2 separate regions of the Capra hircus genome follow, and region 2 is linked to region 1. A link is a contact called in public Hi-C data. All regions are on one chromosome and are shown on one strand. The core of a region is the stretch at or near the end of the contact, and the rest is flanking DNA. Distances in the headings are between cores, read along the strand shown.

The links. Hi-C and Micro-C count contacts between places; a contact is called where the count stands out from the background.
Region 2: a Hi-C map of blood shows a contact between it and region 1, with 2.0 times the contacts expected there. The contact joins the promoter of TEC here to the enhancer-like site in region 1. A contact is called at or near these places in 3 of 5 Hi-C or Micro-C datasets (all in blood).

What each region holds. Positions count from the first base shown.
Region 1 is chr6:67,391,818-67,396,762 of ARS1.2, forward strand. It overlaps TEC (tyrosine-protein kinase Tec), which reads right to left. Exons shown (of 18, transcript XM_018049428.1): 9 at 2,590-2,644. Among named protein-coding and RNA genes, the nearest start is that of TXK, 24 kb to the left of the region's middle. Within about 2 kb of position 2,229, at least 1 of the 5 cell types and tissues checked has an H3K27ac peak or open chromatin away from gene starts, as enhancers often do.
Region 2 is chr6:67,524,784-67,529,981 of ARS1.2, forward strand. TEC (tyrosine-protein kinase Tec) reads right to left here and starts at 2,782. Exons shown (of 18, transcript XM_018049428.1): 1 at 2,707-2,782.

The sequences.
Region 1 (4,945 bases), core at 979-3,478:
AGTTCAGTTCAGGCACTCAGGTGTGTCTGACTCTTTGCAACTGCATAGACGGCAGCATGCCAGAATTCCCTGTCCATCACCAACTCCCAGAGCTTGCTCAAACTCATGTCAATAGAGTCAGAAATGCCATCCAACCATCCCATCCTCTGTTGTCCCTTTCTCCTCCTGACTTCGATCTTTCCCAGCATCAGGATCTTTTCCAATGAGTCAGTTCTTTGCATCAAGTGGCCAAAGTATTAGAGTTTCAGCTTCAGCATCAGTCCTTCCAATGAATATTCAGGACTGATTTCCTTTAGGATCTCCTTGCAAACCAAGGGACTCTCGAGTCTTCTCCAACACCACAGTTCAAAAGCATCAATTCTTCGGTGCTCAGCTTTCTTTAGAGTCCAACTCTCATAGCCATGCATGACTAATAAAAAACCATAGTTTTGACTAGACGGATCTTTGTCGGCAAAGTAATGTCTCTGCTTTTTAATATGCTATCTAGGTTGGTCATAGCTTTTCTTCCAAGGAGCCTTTTAATTTCATGCGTGCAGTCACCATCTGCAGTGATTTGGAGCCCAAGAAAATAAAGTCTGTCACTGTTTCCATTGTTTCTCCATCTATTTACCATGAAGTGATGGGACCAGATGCCATGATCTTAGTATTCTGAATGTGGGACTTTAAGCCAACTTCTTCCCTCTCCTCTTTCACTTTCATCAAAAGGCTCTTTAGTTCCTCTTTGCTATCTGCCATAAGGGTGGCATCATCTGCGTATATGAGGTTATTGATATTTCTCCCAGCAATCTTGATTTCAGCTTGTCCTTCAACCAGTCTGCATGATGTACTCTGCATATAAGTTAAACAAGCAAGGTGACAATATACAGCTTTGACATACTCCTTTCCCAATTTGGAACCAGTCTGTTGTTCCATGTCTGGTTCTAACTGTTGCTTTTTGACCTGCATACAGATTTCTCAAGAGGCAGGTAAAGTGGTCTGGTATTCCCATCTCTTAAAGAATGTTCCAGTTTTTTGTGATCCACACTGTCAAAGGCTTTGGCGTAGTCAATAAAGCAGAAGTAGGTGTTTTTTTGGAACTCTCTGCTTTTTCGATGATCCAATGGATGTTGGCAATTTGATCTCTGAATCAAGCATGATCACCTGCTATTGCTCTCTTCCAGTATGGGCTTTCCAGGTGGCACTGGTGGCAAAGAACCTGCCTGCCAATGCAGGAGATGTAAAAGACATGGGTTCAATCCCTGGGTCCGGAGGATCCCCTGGAGGAGGAAATGGCAACCCACTCCAGTGTTCTTGCCTGGAGAATCCCATGGACAGAGGAGCCTGGCAGGCTACAGTTCATAGGGTCACAAAGAGTCAGACACAACTGAAGCAACTTAGCATGCATGCATGTACTGCTCTCTCAACATAAACTACAAGAAATAAGCAATAAGCACCCAACCCAACCAAACCTCAACTAGGGATATTAAGCAGGAGATAAAATGAGAAAGCACAGGTTTAAAAGAACTATTACTAAATAGAATAACTAGGTCATAAATTCAGAGAACTGTAGAGGCCATCTTTTAATACAACATCTCTGCCTTACAGATGTAAAAAACAGACTAGAAAAGTCACAGCTAGACTTGGATGGGTCTCCTTATTCAGTCCACTTAGCTTCCTCTAGACTAGATTTCATCTTGCCACTGTAATTCTTTCTAAAGTGCAAGAATTTTAGCACATTTCTAACGGCAACTAAATACTGTGTTAACACTTAATTTATAAAAGATAGCATGTAAGACTGATGTTAAAACGGTTTTAAAACAACTTGAGGCAAAGAAGAAAAATACATATAAGTACTAACATTAAGGTAGCAAATGATAAATCAGTAAGAAACAGTGAAGAAAATGTTGGCCATGTATAGCTATTATCCACTGTTATAAATCTGTTGACAGGAGTTTGAGCAAACTCCTGGAGATAGTGAAGGACAGGGAAGCCTGGCCTGCTGCAGTCCATGGGGTAGCAAAAAGTCAGACACGACTGGGCGACTGAACAATAGTGAGTTTTTTCCCCCCTTGAAAAACACACACTGGAGTTCTGATCCCTGGTACTTCAGAATGTGACCTTCTGTGGAGATTTACAGAGGCAATCAAGAGAAAATGAGACCATGGGGCGGGGAGCCCTATTTCTATGTGGCTGGAGTCCTTATAAAGGGGAAATCTGGATGTAGAGCCAGATATACACAGAGGGAAGAACCACAGGGAGAAAGGGAGAGAGGCCTCATTCAGATCCCTCCCTCACAGCCCCCGAGAGGAGCCCCGCCTACTGACAGCTGGATTTCAGGTTTCTAACCTTCGGATCCGGATCCGTGAAACAACAAACTCCTGCTTGTGGTACTTTAGCACAGCACTCAGTGTGTGGTACTTTGTCTACAGTAGCCCCAGGAAACAAATATAGCAGCCTTCACTTTTAAATGACTTAAAAAAAAATTTTGTACTTACATCATGGTATTTTTTTAGGCTTTGGTCACAGAGGTAGGTGGAATTACTAATCAGGAATTCATTTCAATTGATTCTGTGCTGGAACCAAACCCACAAAACAAGTACAAACACTTACCTCACTTCTAAGGAGTTGCTCGGCTTTGCTCCTATTCATATTTCTGCAATACCATCTGAACAGAAAAAGATATGTTTAAGACCTGAGGTATTTTAATTGTTCTCTTTTTTTTTTTAGAATTAGCAAGGCAATACTGCTCACCATTGACAAACAATAAATAAGAACAAGATATCATGCATATTCTCTATAAAACAGAAAACCACGAGTAACATTTGGATGTACATACTTGTGGACTTTTTCTACCCATATGTTTATAAAGACCCATATGTATGCTAACATTCTCATTTTCATTATTAAAGTGAGATCAAACTATACTTGCTGTATCAGAACCTGGATTTTTTCACTTAACAGTGTATCACACACATCTTTGCAAAGCAATATAGTTCACATTCTGGATGTGCCATAATTTATTTAAGCTCTTCTTTATTAGTTAACATAAAAATCATTTCTAATTTTTCACTATTATAATAACAGCAAGAATGAATTTTACCCCACAGACTCAAATATGCAGGAAATGTCACTACAATATTGTCTTTAATTCAAATTAAATCTAACCCCAAGCCTCCATCCCACCAACAGGCAGTAGATTTCATCTCAACTCATCATGAAGACTCCCCTAGTGAACTTCACAAAGGTCCCAAGTGTTGAAAGAAACGGAGCAAAACAGAAGAGGAGGCCTCCTGGGTCTTCCAGACGTACTGCTTCTACCACAGTCCTAACCCCTGGTAGCCTCCTCAGGTAGCCTCCTCAGAATTCCTGTAGGAATTCTGCCACAGCCAAGCAGTGGCGCCTGCCCTCCCTGCTCTGTGCTAAGCCCCTGCATATCAGCGCCCCTTTTAACCCTTAGGAAATTTTTCCTAAGGAAAGATGGATACTGCCATCTCCCACTTCATACTCAGAAGTATACCCCTTTCCTTGCTTTCTGCAGCTCAATCTCTCCATGGGACTATGAGCAAGTTGGCCAAAGAAGATCAACTCAAATTGTCTGGTTTATTTATTTTTTTGGCCGTGTGACATGTGGAATCTTAATTCCCGACCAGGAATCCATGCCCACACCTCCCACCGCCCCCACACCCCTCCCCGTGTAGGAAGCATGGAACCTTAACCACTGAACTGCTAGATAAGTCCCTCAAATTGTCAGCTCTACACTTGAGTTTTTGTTCTCCGTTGTTTTGTTTTAGATGGCCTTTTGTGGGCAGAACCCTCCACCAGTCATATTTCCTGAGGGTTCCAATATTACAAAACTTAGCTTGGCCCCTCTAAACACATGAAATTTTTTATCACTGTTTCAGGCTTTTATAAGAGGATGAGCACCTGCTTTTGGCCCAGCAAACACCACGAGACTGGCCAATACAAAGGCCTTTCCTGACTGAGGAAGAGAAAAATACAAAGAAAAAAAATATAAGATCTTTTTTTGTCAAGATTCTTTTAAGCAGTTGTAGCAGCCAAACACAAATTCTAATCTCAATACAAGCCGGTAACTTATTTTATTTGGAGCCTGAAATGATTAACCAGGCCTCAGAATTGTGGGTATTAAGATCTCATTTCTGTGGACCCCACTTTATGAACTGGGACCACATTCAACAAAGCTATAGTTCTGATCAATTTCTGAAAGCAATTGAAAAATGAAATAAAGGAGGAGGGGACTTCCCCATCTGTCCACTGGTTGAGACTTCACCTCTCAATGCAGGAGGTGTGGGTTTGATCCTTGATTGGGGAGCTAAGATCCTACGTGCCTTGCAACCAAAAAAAAAAAAAAAAAAAGAAACATAAAACAGAAACAACATTGTTAACGAATTTACTAAAGACTTTTAAAATGGTTTACATTAAAAAAAAAAAAAAAGGAGAACAGATTGGATTCTGCCTGTCCCTAAAGCTTTCTCATTGATAGAGAAAATATCTATCTTCTTAAAAACAGTCTTAAGAACAGTAACTGGAGCTCTCATTATGCATTATAAACCAGCAGGATCTGAAAGACTGAAAAATATTCTCTTAACTAATTGGAGAAGGCAATGGCCACCTACTCCAGTACTCTTGTCTGGCAAATCCCATGGATGGAGGAGCCTGGTGGGCTCCAGTCCATGGGGTCACTAAGAGTCGGACACAATTGAGCGACTTCACTTTTACTTTTCACTTTCATGCATTGGAGAAGGAAATGGCAACCCACTCCAGTGTTCTTGCCTGGAGAATCCCAGGGATAGGCGAGCCTGGTGTGCTGCCATCTGGGGTCGCACAGAGTCGGGACACAACTGAAGCGACTTCGCAGCAGCAGCAGCAGCAACTAATGAGAAGATCCAAGCCCATATTCTCACAGCAAGAGTAAACAATGGAGGTTTAGTCTCACATTCACATGCAA
Region 2 (5,198 bases), core at 1,532-4,031, 130 kb after region 1:
ATCTAATTACTGTTTAACTATTGCAAGGATAGGAAAATAAGGAAGCTGTACTTAGATGGGAGGTCAGAGGGAAAAAGAGAACCAAATCATCATCTTCCACAGCGGGAAGTGAACAGATAAACCTTCAAACTGAAAAATGCAACACGTATCGCCTACAAGGAATAAATATCAATATAACCAACTCATGGAATCACAAGTGTTTATTTCTGGAGAGGGAAAAATGTAACTTGGATTAAAAGTTTAAAACTAAAACTGAAAAGAAAGAGAAGAATATAACAAAACAAAAAGCATAGTGGCTTCTGTGCCCTTTTATTATTTGCTTTTGCTCTGTTTCCCTAATAACAATGTTTGGGAAAATTCCAGCCTTGTTTCACCTAAACAAAAGAAAATATCATTTCTACATCTAGACCATGCAGCTGTGGTCATCTGAGCTCTGAACAGTCAGACTTAGTGGGAAAGTTAATAGTTATAATCCAAACCAAGAAGGACTGGCTGAGCCAGAGCAGAGGTGCAAAGGCAAGCCTGGGTGGAGGCATGCTTGTAGGTGAAGACAACTGCTATGCCTTTCTCCTCTGGGGTTCTTTTCAACAAAGCTAGTCTCATGGCATAATCTCCTGGGACGGGATAATTTTAGAACTGCCAGGGACCATGGACCAATTGCACTCCTTTCTAGCAGACTCCAGTTAATCCAACCAAGGCAGCTAGCCTTCACAGCGATTGATCTGAGTTCAACGTCAGTTGCCCCACTTTGCCTGAGTACACTGGAAAAAGAACACAGTAAGGGCTCTGAAACGGGCAGCCCCATCATCAACAGCATCTATGCACCAAGCTGGGAGTCAACAGCCCTGTCAACTACGTGGACTATCCCTGCCCTGAACAAGAAAATGATTCTCTCCAGGGGTGGAATCCCAGGGAGCAGTGCAGTGGGATGGAAGCCAAGGAGCTGGAAGAGCTGGGGTGGGGAAGGGAGGCACCAACCAGGTCAACCTGGAGGAACCTGTAGGTAGAGATATGCCTGGAGCGCAAGGCTCAGGCTGCCAGCGCTCTGTACACACAGAGGAAGGTCTCTACCAGCAATTCTTCCTCAAGCAAAATGTGGCCAGACACAGCCACAATGCCACCAGCCATCCTGTCCAGGGTCAGCTTAGGAAACAAAGATAGCCTTTTTCTTGAGATTCACTATGATTTGATAAAACATAGACTCTGCCCTTGAGTGACTAGCTGCTGACAAAATATGATGACTATTTTGATACACAATAAGCAAGGAACAGGTTGACAGTGCTAGGGCATACATTAATATTCTTTTTTTTTTTTCTATTTGGGAAGATGTCAAAATTCTAGTTCAAGAACCTGTGTGTGGCAAACTAGAGGTTTGCCAGTCAAACAACACTGATTCCCATGTATTTGCAACACTTGCCCTATACAGTTCTACAAACCAAAATGTACACACCCTCTGGGAAGAATCAAGATCATTAACACAAATGCAGTAAGCACCTAGAACTGACAAAAGAATATACTGATCAGATTAACTGGAGTATTGGGAAAGTATGGTTTTTCCCTAAACAATGAAAATGTACCTAAACAAACAAACAAAAAAATTCAAATACTTAAGGAGACTGTTATACACATTTTCTATTCTCCATGTAAATCATGACACTCCATGCAATTCTCAACAACTAACCTACCAGTATCACAAACCCACCTGTTAAATCCTAAACTTACTTGGGAAACCTACTGGTTTGTTGGAGTGTTTCCTCCTTTCTAGCTCTTTAGGGAAGAATTATCTAGGAAAAAAAAAGTGAATTCTCAGAATTTCCTAAGAGGAAAAAAATGGGCATTCACTGGAAAAACACAGGGTATATGCTCAGAACACTTAACTATTCTGGATAAGCTTCAAACCCACTTAGCCACCAGTCATCCTGTTGTTCTAACTTAACACTGAGACCTACCCTTCTAATCAAGTCTTCCAGTTTCCAAAGAATGGCAACAGATGAGACTGTTTCCGAATCTGATACACAGCAACTTGTTCTTCTTCCATGGAGGAAAAAAAAACAAAATCAAACCAAAAGGAAATTTAGGATCCGAAGGAAAGCGCACACCCCGGAGTCAAGGCCCTAGTTTTCCCAACAGATGTATGCACCGACTCCCTATCAAGATTCAAACACAGTTTCCCAGATTTAAAAATGTAAGGCTGAAAAAAAAAAAAATGTAAGGCTGGTGGGGACAGGCACTCAGACACATGCAACCGTGGAAAGCCTGTCGATTCTGCCAACTCTCGCATCAAGACTTGGCTGCTGCCCAAGCAGAGAGGAGGAATGAAGTCCGCGGCGCGGCTGGGAAGTGAACCCAACGCTGAATTTGGGGCAGGGCGGCCTCTGTCCCGAGACTCAAGGAGAAGGGCGGGCGCTCCTCGGGAGAAGCCAGCGCCGGAGCCCGGGGGACGGAGAGGCTGCGGCCGCCGGAAGGCGCGGCTACGCCGGGACGCGCACCTGTCCCTCCGTAGCCCGCAGGGGACGGGGTTCCTCACCTGGGGAGGCGCGCTCGGGCTCACGGCCGCGCGGGGTAGAGAAAATCCTTCCTGGTTCCACGACAGTCAGCCTCTGGGCTGCTGGAACCCTGCTCTCGCCGCAAACATCCCCACCCACCCTTCCCCGCCCCGAGTGGCGCAGGCCCGGGGCCGCCCTCGCCTGCCCGCAGCGCCCTTACCTGGCTGGAGCGCACCGGCTTCGCGGAGCCCGGGACACTGAAGTCCGCCCGAGCCTCGGAGTCCTGTGCCTGGAGCCCCGCCCCTCCTCGGCTCTCCCCGCCCCGGCCGGCCCGGCGACCGCCCGGCCCGCGAGGGCTCCGCCTCCAGCTGCCGGAGGCCGGCGGCGACCTGTTCCCACCGCTCTGCTGCGGTGCTGAGACTGAAGGTGGGAGTGGGTCGCTTACGCGTTCCGACTCCCGGGACCCAGCGGAAGTTTCGGGGAAGTCGCGGGAACGTCCCTGGTGTTTCCTGGACGCAAGAACCTCCTCCTTCCTGCCCCCCTCAACCGCCCCGCGAGGACACGGACACCCCTGGCCCGGGAGAGCCCCGAGCAGTGCCACCTGTGGGTGACCCGGGACTCGATCGGAACTAGGGCCCGCACCTCCCCTTCCGCTAAATGGTGGCGAGCCAGGTGGTAACGCAGTGAGGTGGAGCGAAGCAGCCAGTTTTACCAAAAGAATAAGTCTTTTCTGTTCAACCTGAAGCAGCAGAGCGCATCTGATACACTTACAGGTCACGTGGGGTGTGTGTGTGTGTGTGTGTGTGTGTGACCCCATGGAACTATCCCAACAGGTCACGTGGTCGGGGTGTGTGTGTGTGTGTGTGTGGGTGTGGGTGTGTGGGTGTGTGTGTCCCCATGGAACTATCACAACAGGTCACGTGGTCGGGGGGTGTGTGTGTGTGTGTGTGTGTGTGTGTGTGTGTGTGTGTTTTACCAAAAGAATAAGTCTTTTTCTGTCCAACCTGAAGCAGCAGAGCGCATCTGATACACTTACAGGTCATGTGGTGTTTGTGTGTGTGTGACCCCATGGGACTATCACAACAGGTCATGTGGTCGGGGGGGTGTGTGTGTGTGTGTTCTCGCTCAGTGGCTCAGCCCTTTCTGACTCTCTGCAACTCCATAAAAGTCCACCATTTTATGTAGGGTGAAAGGCACAGAGAATTTAAAGAACGTACCTAATGTCACCCAACAACAAATTGAAAGGCTGGAATTCAAATCCCTGTAGTCTGCCTCCTGATTTTGAACGCTAAACCACAGCTCTCCTGGCTCACCAAATTTGAGTGTCCACCATGTCTCATGAGGAGAAGGAAATGGCAACCCACTCCAGTATTCTTGCCTGGAGAATCCCGTGGACAGAGGAGCCTGGCGGGCTATATAGTCTGTGGGGTTGCAAAAAGTCAGACACGACTGAGCAACTAAGCAGGGCACAGCACATGTCTCATGAGCTGTTAGAGCCCAGAGAAATACAAGGACTCTGCCCTCCAGAAGCTTTTAGTATAATGGGGCGAAAGGGACAGTCAGTCATCAATAAGCAAGTGAAAAATGAAGCCATTGCACGTGCAAGAAGCCTCCTGACTAAAATACAGTAGGGTGATGGAATTGAGAGTGTGGGGAGGGGAAGACCACAGATCTAGTTGTTCCCGAGGCTTCTCAAAGGAGGTGACAGTGGAGCTGGGAGCTGATCAGCCAGGTAGTCAGCCTGAAGATGAAGCAAAGGGAAAGTCACATTCATTAATCCTCATTCTACCTCGTGCTTGTTGGAGACCTAAAAGCATGCCTTCCTATACATTATCTCTCTTTTGCTCATACAATAACCCTGAGAAGTCTGATAAGATTCCATTTTACAGAAAAAAAAATGTGATGATTAATGATTTGCCTTAGAGGAAGGGGCGATGGGAAGAGAGCACAGATTTGAACCAAGGCTTTCTGATTCCAAAACCTCTTTCACTCAGGTGAGGGCCTTGAGTATGATGTCTCAGAATGAATCTAGTAAAATTTCTCTTTGGTGATCTTGCCTCTTCGCAGCCCCAGTCTCTTCTCTGCTGCCTGTTGACTGGTTAAAGAATTTCCCCCAGGGAAGGTGTTCTTTGAGGGAGCAGAGGTCAGGAACCTTCTGAAAGTATGCAAAATGTATACTTTTGTGTGTGCACAAATTATAATTATGTAATTATGGTAATAAAGTTGGCTTTCTCCCAAGAAAAGATGCTCACATATATATGTATAAGGGAGAGAACTTAGAATTTTCATCAAATTGCTCCCAAAAAAGGTAAAAGTTACTGTCTTAAGAGTTTAACAGATACTTGTGGTGATTAAAAGAACTGATTTTCAGCTCTCTTTCCCTGGAGGGAGGCAAGTCTGGTGATTCCTGTGTTTGACTTGGTGGAAATGAGGCTCTTAAAGTTTGTTAAGTTTGATGGAAAGGGAAGCAAATCCCGATCCTCACATAACACCTTCATAAATCACTTCTCTTCTTAGAAGAGAAGGTCTGTATTGTCACTCTCTGATCTCAAGAAAACCATAGACTGATCTGTAAACAAAACATCTAGGTAAATGTAACTCTATTGGTAATAATTAGTTTCCATAACATTATACCATTTCCTGAAGAAAGCATTGTTTATACTACCAGTCAACAAGCATAAGTAGGTGATTAACACATGTATATCATCTCCA